Regions from separate parts of the Mus musculus genome. Here all the other regions are linked to region 1. A link is a contact called in public promoter capture Hi-C data. All regions are on one chromosome and are shown on one strand. Each heading gives the region's core, a stretch centred on a gene start, on an enhancer-like site or on the middle of the called end of the contact. The rest is flanking DNA. Distances are from core to core; before and after follow the strand shown.

Evidence for each region. Capture Hi-C pulls out chosen DNA fragments and counts their contacts.
Region 2: a contact with region 1 is called in a promoter capture Hi-C map of pancreatic islet. The contact joins the promoter of Nudt14 here to the promoter of Clba1 in region 1. A contact is called at or near these places in 4 of 39 promoter capture datasets (the 3T3-L1 cell line, frontonasal cranial neural crest, hippocampal neurons and 1 more), 1 of 15 datasets of contacts at CTCF or cohesin (pro-B cells), 19 of 484 Hi-C or Micro-C datasets (B cells, CD4 T cells, CD8 T cells and 11 more), 11 of 115 datasets of contacts at active chromatin or transcription factors (the SCID.adh cell line, cardiomyocytes, double positive thymocytes and 6 more) and 4 of 9 other capture datasets (adipose tissue, liver, macrophages and 1 more).
Region 3: a promoter capture Hi-C map of pancreatic islet shows a contact between it and region 1. The contact joins the promoter of 9230104M06Rik here to the promoter of Clba1 in region 1. A contact is called at or near these places in 8 of 39 promoter capture datasets (the HPC-7 cell line, the SN4741 cell line, cranial neural crest and 5 more), 5 of 484 Hi-C or Micro-C datasets (embryonic stem cells, nephron progenitors, pro-B cells and 1 more), 4 of 115 datasets of contacts at active chromatin or transcription factors (the SCID.adh cell line, bone marrow-derived dendritic cells, extraembryonic endoderm stem cells and 1 more) and 3 of 9 other capture datasets (adipose tissue, liver and pancreatic islet).

What each region holds. Positions count from the first base shown.
Region 1 is chr12:112,806,100-112,810,554 of GRCm38.p6, forward strand. Clba1 (clathrin binding box of aftiphilin containing 1) reads left to right here and starts at 2,876. Exons shown (of 5, transcript NM_145450.3): 1 at 2,876-3,709. The coding sequence starts at 3,290.
Region 2 is chr12:112,940,851-112,945,818 of GRCm38.p6, forward strand. It overlaps Nudt14 (nudix (nucleoside diphosphate linked moiety X)-type motif 14), which reads right to left and starts at 1,292. Exons shown (of 5, transcript NM_025399.4): 1 at 1,141-1,292. The coding sequence starts at 1,221.
Region 3 is chr12:112,998,166-113,003,222 of GRCm38.p6, forward strand. It overlaps 9230104M06Rik (a long non-coding RNA gene), which reads left to right and starts at 2,559. Exons shown (of 3, transcript XR_001780729.2): 1 at 2,559-2,747; 2 at 3,192-3,261. It overlaps Brf1 (BRF1, RNA polymerase III transcription initiation factor 90 kDa subunit), which reads right to left and starts at 2,456. Exons shown (of 18, transcript NM_028193.3): 1 at 2,008-2,456. The coding sequence starts at 2,191.

The DNA of each region.
Region 1 (4,455 bases), core at 1,626-4,125:
GGTTGTGGCTGCCTCGCTCACTGCCACCACCCACCTGCCTGACCCGATGCTCCACTGCCTCTCCCGAAAAGCTGGCCGTGATGCCCAGAGCATCAATGATTGATGCATCCTGCAGCAGCCGCAGCAGCATGGCAAAAATAGTTTTGCTATCATCATGGCCCTGCCCCACCCTAGCCCACAGGCATGCAGGAGGTGGTGGCATCTGTGACCACTCTTCCCACAAGTCACCCTGCCTACTTCAGTCCTTCCCTCGCCTGCAGGCTCCAAGCCTGCAGGTCCACAGTGGGAGGCCCTTGCCCAGAGTCCCACCACCCCAGTTCCCTGAACACAGGGGCCCTGCCTCCATCTGCTTCATCTTCCCCAGTGCTGAATATCTGTCTGGTCTGGGCATGGCCCCTAGGTCCTTCCTATCCCTGTGTCCATGTAGCTCAGAACACAGCCGGGATTAGGAAGTAGGGAGTTGGAGGGGCATATTGGGGTGCCCTGCTGCCCCTAAAGGAGTAGACTAAGCAGGCCAACCCGGCACTTGGGCAGCTCCGGACTGGCCCTACGGCCCAGAAACCACAGGTGCAGAGACAGGGATGTGACCCCTGCCACCTCACGGGAAGATCCCTGTGACTTCTAGGACAGCTTCTTCAACCAGTCCTTAGTGTCAGGTGACCTGGGAGCCACCAGGTTGACTGTAGGCTTTGGGCACAGCAGCACCACCCTGGGGCAGAAGAACTCGGGGGAAGAGAGGGAGGGACAAGTGAGGGATTAGAAGTCGGTCAGGGCTCCTTCCCCCAGCACACTGGCTCTGCCCCTTCACGGCCACTCAGGACTCACAGCCCAGCTGCTCACACCCTGACATTAGGCCCCTCTACCCTCTGGCCCACCCTGCTCTACAGATCCAAGTAGAGCCACTGCCTCCTTTGCCCACCTATCTGGGCTGTCTGACCTCCTTCAGTCACTATTAGGCACCAACGTTAAATTTGCCTCTGTCCATTCAGGGCAGCATCTTTTCAGTAAGGTCCCCAGGGTGCACCGAGGTCTATCAGTTTACCATGTTTGCTATGAAAAAATATCACAGACTGGGCTAGAATGACATGCGCTCACTCTGCCTATCCGGGATGCTGGCATGGTTGCTGCCCTGAGTCTTGGGGACACTGCTAGGATCTTCACACACCTCTCTCCACCCGTCTCTCTTGTCTTCCCTCCTTCTAGACAGGGTCTCACCATTTAGTCCAGGCTAGTCTCAGACTCACCATGTAGCTTAGGCTGGCCTCTAACTTTTGATCCTCCTGCCTCATCTTTTCCAGGGCTGGTGTGCCAGGCCTATGCCACCATACCCAGCTTTCTCACCTCTTTAGTTTCATACAGAACACCCCTCCCTTTTTTAAGGTCTCATATTCATGGCTTCTGGATTTTATGACGTGGATATCTTTGGGGACCATCATTCAGCTCAGTGGTCACACAGATCACCCCAACGTGGACTCAGAAGAACTGGAATCGTTCTGGAAGTCTTGCTTCAGAGCTGAAAGCGAGACAGACATGAGGAGACACTAAAGGTGGGAAGACCCGCTGCAGCCCAGTCCTTTGCCACTGTGTGTCCCACTGTGGGCCCAGGCCTCAGTTTTCCTGTCCTTCCAGCTCCCCAGACGTCAAAGTCAGCAAGGGCAGCAGGTGAGGGGAACTGGAGCCTTGGGAACGGACCGAGAGCAGGACCTGCTGGGTCAGAGTGAGGCAAACAAGCCAGTGTCTGTAAACACAGACTGTGTCTGCACCATCCTACCGGGCCACTGGGAAAGCTGGGAATAGCTGCACCAAGCCATGGTCCTGAGCTCTCTGCCCGCAAGCCTCAGTGAACAGTGCCAGGCTCGTCTGCCCAGGGGAATGGGGAAGGCTGTGGTCCAAGATGCAGCGAATGATCTCATCTTGTCACTTTTAAATCAAATTTTCCAGTAGTTCTCCTGAGGAGGCAGGGGATGAGGGACTGCATAATTCATGCAAAGGACAGAGCAGGGCCTAGGGAAGTCCAGGGGGAAATCTGAGTATAGAGGAAGGGGCTGAAGTTGGGTTTAGATGCAGGCCTGACCCACCTCTTTCTCAGGGGAGGTTGTTAATGGCTGCTAGTCTAGGGTGACTTGGATAAAGATGTGACAGGCTGAAGGCTGACTTCATGAAGCTCAGGATGGGGACATATGGAAAGGGCCAAGGATTTCTGTGGCTGGGGCTGGGAGAGGGGCAAGGTTAGTTCATCAGGGCCCTGCAGGGGCCTGTGAGTCTCTGCCTGTCCATGACCAAGACTGACCCTGCTCCGCCTTGGGTCCGGCTGGTGACCCGGCCCAGACTGTGAGCACACGAGGCAGGGCAGTGGCTCTCCTACTCTGCAGGCAGTAGACGCTCATTCTTGCAGAAGGGAATGTGATCTGGAACTGAACTAAATCAGGTAGACAGAGTTTTCCCCATAGCTTCCAGACTTGAGAAAGCATCCAATAGGAGAGCAAGGAACCAGGGCCGGAGGGTGTGGGATGAGGGGCCAGTACCGTGGCAGTGGCCTTACTCCAGGGCCAGGTATGCGACTGCAAGGGACATATCGGACACAGAGGCACTGGGCGCCATAATAAAAAGAGAACTGCTCCCACCGATATTTGTAGGGCGGGGGAGGCAGAAAGACCAGTCACGATAGCAGGCTGGGACCCACTGCAGAGCTGCCAGCATCCTCCAGTCCGCAGCAACATAAGTGGTAGTCGGGAGAGGATGGGCATGGGCGGGGCGCTGTTGGCCACGCCACACGGTGGCGTGCTGACGACACTTAAAGCACGCCGGAAGCCTGCTGGCACGCATCGTTGCCGGGCAACGCGCGGCGCTGGTTGCCGGCTAAGCTGGCTGTAGTATCTCCCCGCCGGGCGCCGGGAGGCGCGTCGCGGCGGCGAAGGTGGGTGCGCGCCTTGCGGGCCTCTGGGAGCTCGGGACCCCCTCCGTCTGCGCCTGGGACCTGGTCCCGGAGCCCGCGAGACTCCCGTCTGGGACGCGATCCCCGAGCTCCCTGCCCTCAGCCTCCGGCCTCGCAGACCGGGTTCTGCAGCTCATCCACCAGGACTTGCGTCTGCCCACAGGCCCTCCTTCGCCTCACTTGTTTGGCCCTAGGATACGCCCCCGTGCCGGACTAGTCATCCGCGAGTGCCAGGAGGGGTCGACTCCACGGAGGCACGTGAACACTCCCAGGAAGCCCTGGGCAACTCCAGCTCAGCCGCTGCATGTTTTTTGAGCAGCTTTCCTTCGGGTCGGCTGGCCTGGCTACACCAAGATGCAAGGCGGGCAGGAGGTGGGGAGAGAGTCAGTGAGTGACCTCGCAGAGGAGCCTGGAGAGGGGTCCCCCCACCAGACAGCTAGAGGACAGAGTGGTGATGGTTTGGAACGGAGGCGGATCTGCTGCGACGGTCCCGTGGTTCTGCCGGACACGAACGCTAACAGCTCCAGGCTGGATGAGGGTCTTCCCACCAGCTGTCCACACCCGGGGGAGCTCAGCGGCGGGTGGGGAGAGTTCGAAGGCTTCCGGGAGTCTTCAGCTAAGTCGGAGCAGTTTTCTCAGTCTTTTGAACTCCTGGGGAGAGCCACGGAATGTCAGCCGCTGAGAACCCCTTCAGTCCCCGAAGAGGGCAGTTCTTGCCAGGTGCAGCAGGGTGGACCCTGGGTGACAGGAACTGCTGCTGGCCCATCTTCAGAGGTATTTCCGTGGTTGAGTGGGAAGTATTTTGTCATTAGACTTTGCCCAAGTCTCTGTGCCCTGGGAATGTGGGGGTTTGGCTAGCCTTCTCTTCTCACCTAGTTTGTCTTTTGCTGTGTGGTTGGCTGTCCTCTGCTTAAAAGGAGGACAAGGAAGCTGGGCACCACCCGCCTTTAATCCCAGCACTCAAGAGGCAGAGGCAGGCGAATCTCCAAGTTCGAGGCCAGCCTGGTCTACAGAGTGAGTTCCAGGACAGCCAGGGCTACACAGAGGAACCTAATCTTGAAAAACAAACTAAAAAGGGGGGGGGGGGGAGGACAAGGAACAGAGGGCTTGGTCAGGGGACTGACATAGGGTCCCACACAGCCCTGAGAGCTGACCACACCTTTGCCTCCTCCACTGCCTCGGAGCCATTCCCCTCAGTGGCTCACCCCAAACACAGATGAGGATAAATAGAAAGAGGTGGGGGCAGGGTAGCCTGCTGTGAGGGCCACTCCTCCTGCAGTCAGCGCTTTAACATTCTTTCTAAAGCGAGCACTTTCTCCACCTTGGTTGAAGTGTTAGAAAATATCTGTGCATGGTGGGAAGTTTACAGAAAACACTGGATGAGTGTAGGAAAGCGTACCCAGCTGAGCTGCAGACCACAGGCACAGGGGACACTCACACAAAACCCAAACGCCTGCCAGCCCCCCCCCCGCCTCTGCCACCACCTGATTCAGACTGTCAGACTGTCCACCCCACCCCAC
Region 2 (4,968 bases), core at 42-2,541, 130 kb after region 1:
TACCAATGCCATCAGCGGAAATGTGCTGGTGGGATGCCAGCCAAAGCTGTAAAGCCACCCCACAGCACTTCCCAGGAAGTGAGGGCGAACGAACCAGCCTGGACCGTCCACAGCCCACCAGAACCCCAGGTCCTGGGTATGAAAGAGCCACATGGCTACCCCATGTCACCAGCCGAGGAAAGGGAAAAGAAGTGTGATCCCCCACACACACCCCGTGTCTCTACCCTTTGTTCCTCAACTGAACCCAGTTGCTCCCTCAAGCCTGTATTACCTCACTGCACTCTGGGAGAAGAATTCCCTAGCCTAGTGGGTAGGTGGAAAGGACCTCCACACAGCAGACACACCAGAGGCAAGGGAATTTGCAGGCTGGAGGCCACAACACTGGTGAGAGAAATGGAGTGGGAGAGCTGGGCAAACGCCAAGCCCTGGGCGGTCTGATCTAAGCTGAAACCCAGTCAGGGCTACATTGATCAGGTCAGGAAAATTGTGTATCAGACAGCATAGAGAATGGAAATGGGCAACGTGCCAGGGGCCTACTAGACAGGGCCATGCAGGGTAGAGGAGAAGGAAGACCATGGGGTAAGACGAAAGAGAAGAGGCAGCAAGTAGGTTCAACAAATGTTTTCTGTGTGCCTACTAGGTGCCCAACGGTGTCATGTGAGATAGCTATGTATGGCCCTGTTGTTCTGGGAGACAGACACCTGGGAGCTGCGAAAGACTGAGTTGAAGAGGTTTCTTCGTGACAGCAGACTTTCTGTTAAGGCTTGAAGGAGGAGCTAGAAAGAAGGCGCAAGGAGGGTATCTGCAATTGTGGGGTTCCCCAAGAGTTCTTCCTGCCCTGATCCAAGAGTTTTCCTGCCCTGATACCCAGAGTAATCAATGGGTCTAACTGCATAAAAGTATCGATGGGCGGTCAGAAATGGAGGGCCAGTCAAATCTTCCTCAGGAAAGAGCGATTCTCTTTGCATGTCCTTCCTTGGCCATTCCGGGTTGACCGACTGGCCGTCAGGACTGCAGGAGGGCGGAGCTCAAGCTCTGAGAATCCGCTCAGGGCGGAGTCGTGAGCTCGGGGGGCGGGGCCGGGGCCGCAACGCGGGGGGCGGGGGGAGAGCGCGGAGACACGCGAGTGGGGCGGATCACCTGGCGGTAGTGCAGCGTGAAAGGCCGCAGGTAGGGCGAATGGGCACAGAGGCCCACGGCCACCCCGTCGATGCGCTCCATGGTGGCGCAGAGCAGATTCTTCCGCGGATCGAAGCCGGCGGGCGCGTCTACGCACTTCTGGGCATGCCCAGTTCACACGCGGGGCGGGCCGGGGGGCGGGGCGGAGGGCGGGCCACAGAGTCCAGGTAGCACCTGCGGGAGTGCTGCGCGCGAGGGAGGCGCTTTCAGACAAGTCCCCAAGCCAGCATAAAGGGGAAGCGAACTGAGTAGGGTGGAGAGGGCTTCGTAGTATATGAAGCCTCCAACGGGTGGAAATCAGAGGGGATCACCGGGGTAGGTCAGCTGAGCGGGAGTCTGTTTGGCCGGGGTTAGCAACAAACTCACCCCCTTCCCAAGTCTGGGGAGCCAGGGCCCCCACTGAAGCGTACAGAAGGGGAGAATAGAAGACAAATCTGAAGAGAAAAGGCTGGTGAAGGAAGGCCCCGGGAAGAGCACTAGCCACACAGAGGCTGACCTGACCCTGTTTGAGAGAAAGTGCGACTTCCTGTCTCTGTTCTTCACAAAGGCCATGTTGCTGCACACATTTCACAACAGCTGTTCAGGGCCCCAGATCTGCTCCATCACTATGTCAATCCAGATGCATCCAAAGTTCCAGGCCACTCTAGATTCAAGGAGAGAGGACTTCACTATATGGGACACATGGTTCACAGAGAGCCATTCTTAAAGACTACACACACACACACACACACACACACACATACACACACACACACACACACATCCCTCTCCTAAAGTACTGAACTTTCCAGGCTTTGGCCTGGCCACCTAGTGTCCTGGAGGTCAGAGTGACTATCAACCAAGAGCTCCTCTAGTCCCCGAAACCAAAGCCCTCAGGTGTCTTCCTTTATTTCAGAGGCCTCCTGGCAGACTTTCTCCCTAGAGTGTGTGTAGACAATAGGGACCAGTCACAGAGTTCTCACTGCTATAACCAGTAGTTCAGGCAAAGGAAGATGTTAAAGGGCCCAGTGTCACTGGCCGGGGGCTACCTGTGCTCACTGGGCCTGCCTGAGAGGAAAACAGAAAGCCCCCACAACTCTACAGATCATTGTAGGGGGAAAGTCACATTTGAATGTTAGTATAAACTGAGGTGAGTAGAGTTTCTGGGATCCCTGGGCCACAGGAAAGGGCTACCTGTGTGCAGGAGCAAGAAATATGTCTGTCCAAGGGGCTTTGGCCAGGGCCCAGAGTGGTACTGTTAGATAGCTGATCATTGTCCCCATGGGAGCAATGCAGGAGCCTGGATGGAGAGGGGTTTGTCAAAAGTGGGTGGGGTGAGGTGGGAAGGCACCATGCTGCCAATGCCCAAGACTTAGAGAAACCATCTCTGTGTTCGGCAAGCCGTTTCCTGGAGTTCCAAAGACCCCGTTGAACACATGTCCAGGACAGTGCAGACATCATGAGACACGAGGCCACAAGTCAGCGTTATTACATCTGCTGTCTTTCAGCAAGACAAACTTCTATAGAGTCAGTTCAGGATGCTGGGACTCCAACACAAGGTCCCTGGCTGGGATTTGGGTGTCTCCAGACTTGTCTCTCAGATCCTAGAAAGTCCCACTCTGGCATGTGGTCTATCCCCTACCTTCAAAACATTGTTGGCTCCCTGCTCTCTGACATTCTGCTGGTGGTCTCTGGACTCTGCCTCCATCCTTTCAGGACAATATGATCACATCTGGGGGCCCTCATAACTAGGGCCACCCTCACCTCAGGCTCCTTAAGCAGTCACACCTACATTTCTCTCTGCCTCTTTGGGCCCCATGTGAACACAAAGCAGGCACACAGTAGGGCAGGTCCTATACCCAGAGAGCTGTTGGGCACAGATGGTCTGACCTCTGCTGGCTCAGGGATAGAAAATGCTTTTGGGCGGTGCCCAGGGTCTGGGTGTGTCTAGATGGGTGCTGGGTTCTGCCAAGGTTCTGTGTTTTTCTAGTGGGGTGACAGGAAGTAGGTCCGGGGACTTAAGGATACTGTACAACATGAGGATCCCAAGGCACAGGGTGGCTGGAAGGACTGAGTCAAGACTAGGAGACCAGGGAACTATGGAACACAAAGGCCTCTTATTTTTTGTAAACTGAGGCCTTGCCCCTGTTCTCCTGTGTCAGCTGTGGCAGAGCAGACTCATCTGTAAGAAGCCGCTACCCTCAGCTCTGTCCATACCACCCCATTCCAAACAACAATCAGACAAGCACAATCGCTTGAGTGTGCATGTACAGTGGTGACCGGCTTGGATCGGCTTCCTCCAGCACCAGGAGGTTGCTTTGCTGTCTGTCTCCAAGGGCTACTTCCACCAACCTGTAGGCCACTGAAGCCTTTATGGGACCTCACTTCTGTCTGCCTCCCTCGTGCTGGACAAGGGCCTGAGTGCTGTGTTGGCTGGACCTTCCAAGTGTCTGTGTGTTTGCTTGGGGGTGGCTGGGCTAGAGTTGCCAAGGAGTTGAGGATGCAAGGCCAAAGTCAAAATGACTTCCAGGATGGAGAGAGGTGGACTAGTGCTGGCCCCAGTTGGGTGGGTGGGGCTAAGGCTGGTAAAGTTCTTTACAAGTCTATCTTTTTCTGCGTTTGAATTTTTTACAAAACAGATCCCACCCACATGACCTCCTGTTTTCTCAGTCTTCTCGGGGGTCTGGAACTCCTAACCCATCACCAGCCTCTCACGTGCTAGGATAACAGTTCTGAGCCACCACACTGGATGCAGGACAGATGTGTTTGCTGCTTGGTGATGCACGCCTGTGGACCTGTATTCAGTCTTTGGACCCACATAAAAGTGGGAGAAGTGACTCTAAAAGTTGTCCTCTGACCCCCCCCCCAGAGGCTGCGTGACACCACCCCACCCCCACCATCACACACATACCTGTGCATATGAACATGCCTGCCCCTCCTAGTTGCTGGTGCCTTCCTATATTCTGTCTACCTTGTTTATCTTCCCTCCCTCCCCAAGAGCTGCTGAGATTATAGATTTGTACATACCCTGGCTTCTGTGTGGGTGCTGGGGACTGAATGCAGACCCTCAGGCCTGTGTAGGGAGCACTTTACCCACTGAGCCATCTCTTCAACCCCTCAGACATGTTTTCAAGAAGAATGGATCCCTTTCTACGAGCCTTGGCCTCCGCCGTCCTGAGCACGCCTCAGGCATGCATGTGTACTCTCAGACAGACTTTATGAAGACTCGCAGCTTCTTAGAGTCAAGAGTGAAGGACACAGAATCAGGTTTTCTGGCCCAAACAGCTGGAAGGAGGCCAGTGGAGCAAAAGCAGGTTGTGGCATTCTATTATGGGGTGGAACCTGGGGCTTTGGCCTCTTCTGACTGTGACATGTCTCAAGGGACATGGGTGTCTACAGCAAAAGCACGGAGCTGGAGCCTTTCCAGGCACCAAACACAAAATTAATTCAAATGGATCAGAGGCTTGGACAAAAGAGCTGAAATTTAAAATCCCAGGGGTGGGGTCAGGGTAAGAAAGGGCAGAAATTCACGACATTTAACTTGTCAGTGACAGCCAAAAGGAAAACAGGGAGATAGGACTTCATGAGAATGTAAATCATTTGTGCATCGCGATGTGACCATGAGTGGATGAGTGAGTAGACAGATGAGCTCGGTGTGCAATGGTCAATCGCTAGGCCTTGCTGGGATGGAAACGGAGGCAATGCCACATAAGAGGAGAAAGAAATGAGCCAGGCAACAGAGCCATGTGCTTCCATCCATGTGAGGTCCCTGAAGTAGTCAGACTGGTAGATTCGGGAGACAGAATGGGG
Region 3 (5,057 bases), core at 1,309-3,808, 190 kb after region 1:
CGAGGCCAGCTTAAGTTACATAGTGAAACTAGGAAAGAGAAAGAGCGCAGAGGGCATTGTTTGTATATAGTCCCTTCCAGAAAGTAAGGGGGGGTGGGGAGGCAGGGACACAGCTCACTTGTTTCAGGAGTACATTCATTACCTTGACATCTAAGGCTGATAGATGTTAAACTACAGGCCAATACCCCAGGACAATGCCTCAGGTGAGCTTGCTTTTGGAACTCACAGCAGATTCAACAATCTGCTGCACGGGCTGGGGAGACAGTCCTGTCGGTCAGTGGAGTAAATGCTTGCTGTGCAGATCCCCAGGATGCACATAAAAGCAGGTCAGGAGTGTTAGCCACTTATAACCCCAGCAGTTGGGAGGCTGAGAGTGGTAATCCCTTGGCCAACCTGGTTAGCTAGAGTAGCCGGAATCAGGAGCCCCAAGTTCAGCAAGAGACCCTGACTCAGTAAAGTGGAGAACTATCAAGGAGGGTTCCTGATGCCAACTTTGGGCCTCCTTACTCATGTGCCCACACATACATGTATGCCTGTGCACACACACACACACACACCACACACACAGCCTCAGCCGCACAGGGCATGGTGTGCATGCTTGTAATCCCAGTACTTAGGAAACTGAGGCAGGGGAGGCTGCTAAAAGTTCAAGGCCAACCAGTCTACACAGGAACATCTTGTCTCAAAAAAAAACCCAAAAAGTTGGGTCTGGTAGTACAGGTTCATAACTGCAACTACTTAAGAGGCTGAGTCAGGAGGACTGCAAGCTCAATGCTTGCCTGGGTTACTGATTAAGTTCAAAGCCAGCCTGGACAACTTGTCAAAACCCTAACTCAAAGTAAACCATAAAAAGCTAGGAACATAGAGAGCTCAGTGGCACTGCACTTGCTTAGTATGAGCAAGACCTGGGCTCCAGCTCCATACACACAATACATATAAATATGCAAATACAGTTACATACAGTCCAAGGGAAAGAGATTACAAATACACTAGTCCATAGAGGAAGGCAAAAGCTGGATGGCTCACAATTCTGATCGCAAAACATTAAATGTAAACAAAAGGTCAGGCTGAATGCACTACAGAACCCGGAGCAGACTCACACAGGGGGGCAGACAATGACCTCTGCGGAAGGAACAATGGTAACTCCATGTAAAAAAAAAAAAAGGAATCCTTTCAGCAAACTATGTGTGGAAAATGGTACCTCCGCAGACAAGAAAGGAGCCTCAGCCCGCACATCCCACTTTCCACAAGGCTTAACTCAAAAAATGTGGACTAGGCTTCCACTGACATAGGGATTTGGGAACTGTTTAGTGTGCCAGAGTCCCTGGGCTAGATCCCCAGTCTACAGAAAATAAAAACAAAACTGCGTAAAAGTGTAAACAATAACTTTTAGAAGACAAACGCGGTGACTCAAAGACATCTTAGATTCGTGACAAAGGAAACTCTCAAGAAAGAAAAGGCGACAAATTGGAATGCTTCAAAATGTAAAACCTTTGGTCAAAATAGTAACATTTGCCTCAAGAATCAGATATACAAAGAAAGACTTGGAAGTATAACTCACCTAGAGACTCGACATTCAACGGTTAGGAAACAAACCCTTATTTTAAAAAGATAAGGACTCAGGCGACTGGGCAGAGAATTGAGGCTGGGCACATCTTCTTCATAGCCCTTAGGGCAATGACACCTGTTAGAGTGGCCAACCGGATAAACGGAACCTGCGAGCCTGAAAGCCGTGCCTGTCAGATTTCGGGACCCAGCCCGACGACCTCCGTTGGACCGGACCGCGACGCTTGGACCGGGCAGATCGCGGAGTTTACATCGGCGTACGGGACTCGGAGGGGACCTGGCTGCAGATTCCCGGCCCGGCCCTGCCTCAGTTTCCCTGTCCGACTGCCCACGGTCTGTCACAGGACGACCTACTTCAGTTTCCCCGCCAGCCTCGACTCCTCCCTCGGACCTCGCACACGCAGCCCTGCCCGGCCCCCTCGCCCGAGCTGCAGAACTCACCGTCCAGCGACACGAACTGGCCGACCGCCGACGAGCCGCCGCCGCTGTTCTCCACGAACTGCACCTCGGACACGATGATGTTGTCCTCGAGCACCGAGCCGCAGCCCGTGCACACCGCATCGCCGCGCGCCGCATCCAACTCGATGTCCGTGCCGCCGCAGCCGCGGCAGACGCGGCCCGTCATGGTGGAGCCGCGGGGCCCCACCGGCCCCCCAGCCGCTCAGCAGTCCGCTCTCCGCCCGCGGCCCTCAGCCCGCAAGGCCCGTCGCGCCGCCTCCGTCTGCGCCGCACTCTCGCGAGGCCGCCGGCGCCACGCCTGCCGATTCGTCGCGGCAGATTCGCCCAGCGCGTGCGGGCCGCGCTGCCTGCAACGGCCGCGCCCGCGGGACCGATAAAGGAACTCAAGAATCGTTGGGACGCTGGGACCGAACCGCCGACCTTCCGGGCGGCCGGAAGCAAAGCTCCAAACCTGGAACCCGGAGGCCTCGCGGGCCAAAAGCCAACAACGGGGCGGGACTGGAGGGCGGGCGAGAAGGGCGGGGCGGGGCGGGGCGGGGCGAGGAGCGCAGCCCGGGACCCGACTCGGGCCGTGGGAGGAGCCTAGGAGGAAATGCGGGCTGAGGGAGGAGCCTGGGACAGGGGCGAGGCTTAAAGTGACGGGGCCCGGAGTAGGCCGGTGGGTGGAGCTGGGACGAGTATGGGAGGAGCCTGTAGATGGCGCCGAGGCCACGAAGCTTTCGGTATGCGGAGCCGAAGGAGAGCCGATTGTCTGAGAGAGGAAATCTGGAAACAAAGTAGTGGGATGGGTTTGTGGGCGGTAACTTGTGTGCGGCCAAGGCCCGGCCCGTGGAGCCTGCACTGATTGGCACAATAGGCTTTGGGAGCGTCCTGGGCTGGATGTAGTGGGAGTAACTTGGGGAGTCAGCAAGCCCTAGAGGGCAGGATCAAGGACTGCCGGCGGGGCAGCGTTTAAGAGGGACCTGGAATGTTCTCCCAGACTCTGCTGCAGACACCTCATCCCCCATCCCTCAGTCCCAGGGTGAACAGTCTCTGGGACCACAGTTGGTCACCTCAACGCTGAGTTCTCAGCAGGACTTCCTATTTCCTGGCAGTAACGGGTCTGGGTAGTAGGGTAGTGAGCTCTGGGTAAAGTAGAGCATACACAGAACCCTCTGCATCCGCAGGCGCTGCTCACAATCTCAGCCATACCTGTCAGTCCTTGGGAAGTTTAGCAAATCTTGTGCACTACTACAGGTAAGAAACTCCAAAATTAGACTGCAGGATGCCACAGGAGCTCAAACTAAGAGGGAAGCATTGTAAATATGCAGACTTCTGATCAGCTTGCAAAACCAGCGTTATCAACACAATTTAGAAGAAGAACAAGAACAACAACTTGGAAAAAGCCGATTGTGTTGGTGCACACCTTTAGTCCCAGCACTCCAGAGGTAGGGGCAGGTGAATCTCTGTGAATTAGAGGCCAGCCAGGACTCTGTTTTATACATAGAGTAACCCTGTCACAAACAAACAAACAGAACTTGGGAGGGATCTCCTCAAAACATAGCAAAGGAAGGGTTGGTGAGATTGCTCGTCAAGTAAATGCCAAGCAAATCTGTCTGCCTTGCTTGAGTTCAATCCCAAGAACTCTGGTAAAGGCGGACTGAGAGAATTTACTCCACAAAATTCTCTTTTGACCTCCACACATGTACCCTCTCACCATCATGTGCACAATACATATTAAAGTCAAATGGCAAATGAAGGAATTGAAGGATTTGGAGTGCTGCACAGTTCCTGTGCTCTCGAGTCACCCCAAGGGATCCCAAATCAACATGTCATTGAATGCCTCAAAAGGTCCAGGACAGCCAATGGTATGTCCGGAAAAAAAACAAAAACAAAGCAATACTCCAGAAACCCAGAGTGAAGCACTCACAGGAGCTCCTGGTTCCCTATACAGTTGGTGTCTTTAGGAGATAACCATGGTCAGAGTCCCAAGGTGGAGGACCAGGGTCCTTCAGACCTCCTCACAGATGCCCCTGAGCCTTGTCCCTTCTCAGTGACCCCAATGTACATTGCAGTAAGACAAGTGCTAAGAAGGGAAGAGCAGCAAGTTCTTCAGCCCCTACAGAGGAACCAGGTGGAGCCCTATCTTCTTTGGAGGGCCTGGGGATGCTTCCCTGCCATTCTATCTTGAAAAAGGCTCACCCAATCTGAGTCTTAAAGAGCAAGAATATCTTGCTCTGCAGGGGATAAACATGAAAAGGTGAGCTTATCACTCATGAATGCCATTGTGTAGAGAGAAAACATAGCTCAGAGCTGGGGGTACCCCCAAATGCTTCATCATGGAGAAGTATTAGGCGTACCACAAAGAGAAGAGAGTGCCTGTGTTAAACCCCTTTGCTCTGCACAGATTCTGCTATGGATTCTGCTATACCACTGCTTTACCCAATCCACTCATTAGCCTTGCGTCCTTCCATTCCCAAGTTTGTATGACATAGTCAAGCCCTTGCCACAAAACAGTCCCAGCACACACATTTCCTTGAGTTCAATTCTTTTTCTGTTTCAATAAAACTTGTAGAATATTTGTTTGCTGGGACTACCAGAACAAAGTGCCCCAGACTCAGCGACTTGACTTTGTCTACTCTTGGAGCTGGAGAGATGGCTCAGAGGTTAAGAGCACTGGCTGCTCTTCCAAAAGGTCCTGAGTTCAATTCCCAGCTACAATCATCTATAATGAGATCTGGTGCCCTCTTCTGGCGTGCAGGTATATATGCAGACAGAATACTATATACATGAAAAAGAAATTAAACCTTTTTTTTTTTTTTTTTTTGGTTTTCCTGGACAGGGTTTCTCTGTGTAGCTCTGGCTGTCCTGGAACTCACTCTGTAGACCAGTCTGGCCTCGAACTCAGAAATCTGCCTGCCTCTGCCTCCCAAGTGCTGGGATTAAAGGCATGTGCCACCACTGCCCTGCAAAAATTCTACTTTTGTGATCTAAAGGCTGGAAGTCAAGGTATGAACAAGGTCTTTGCTCCTGAGGCCTTGCCTTCTGCCTCA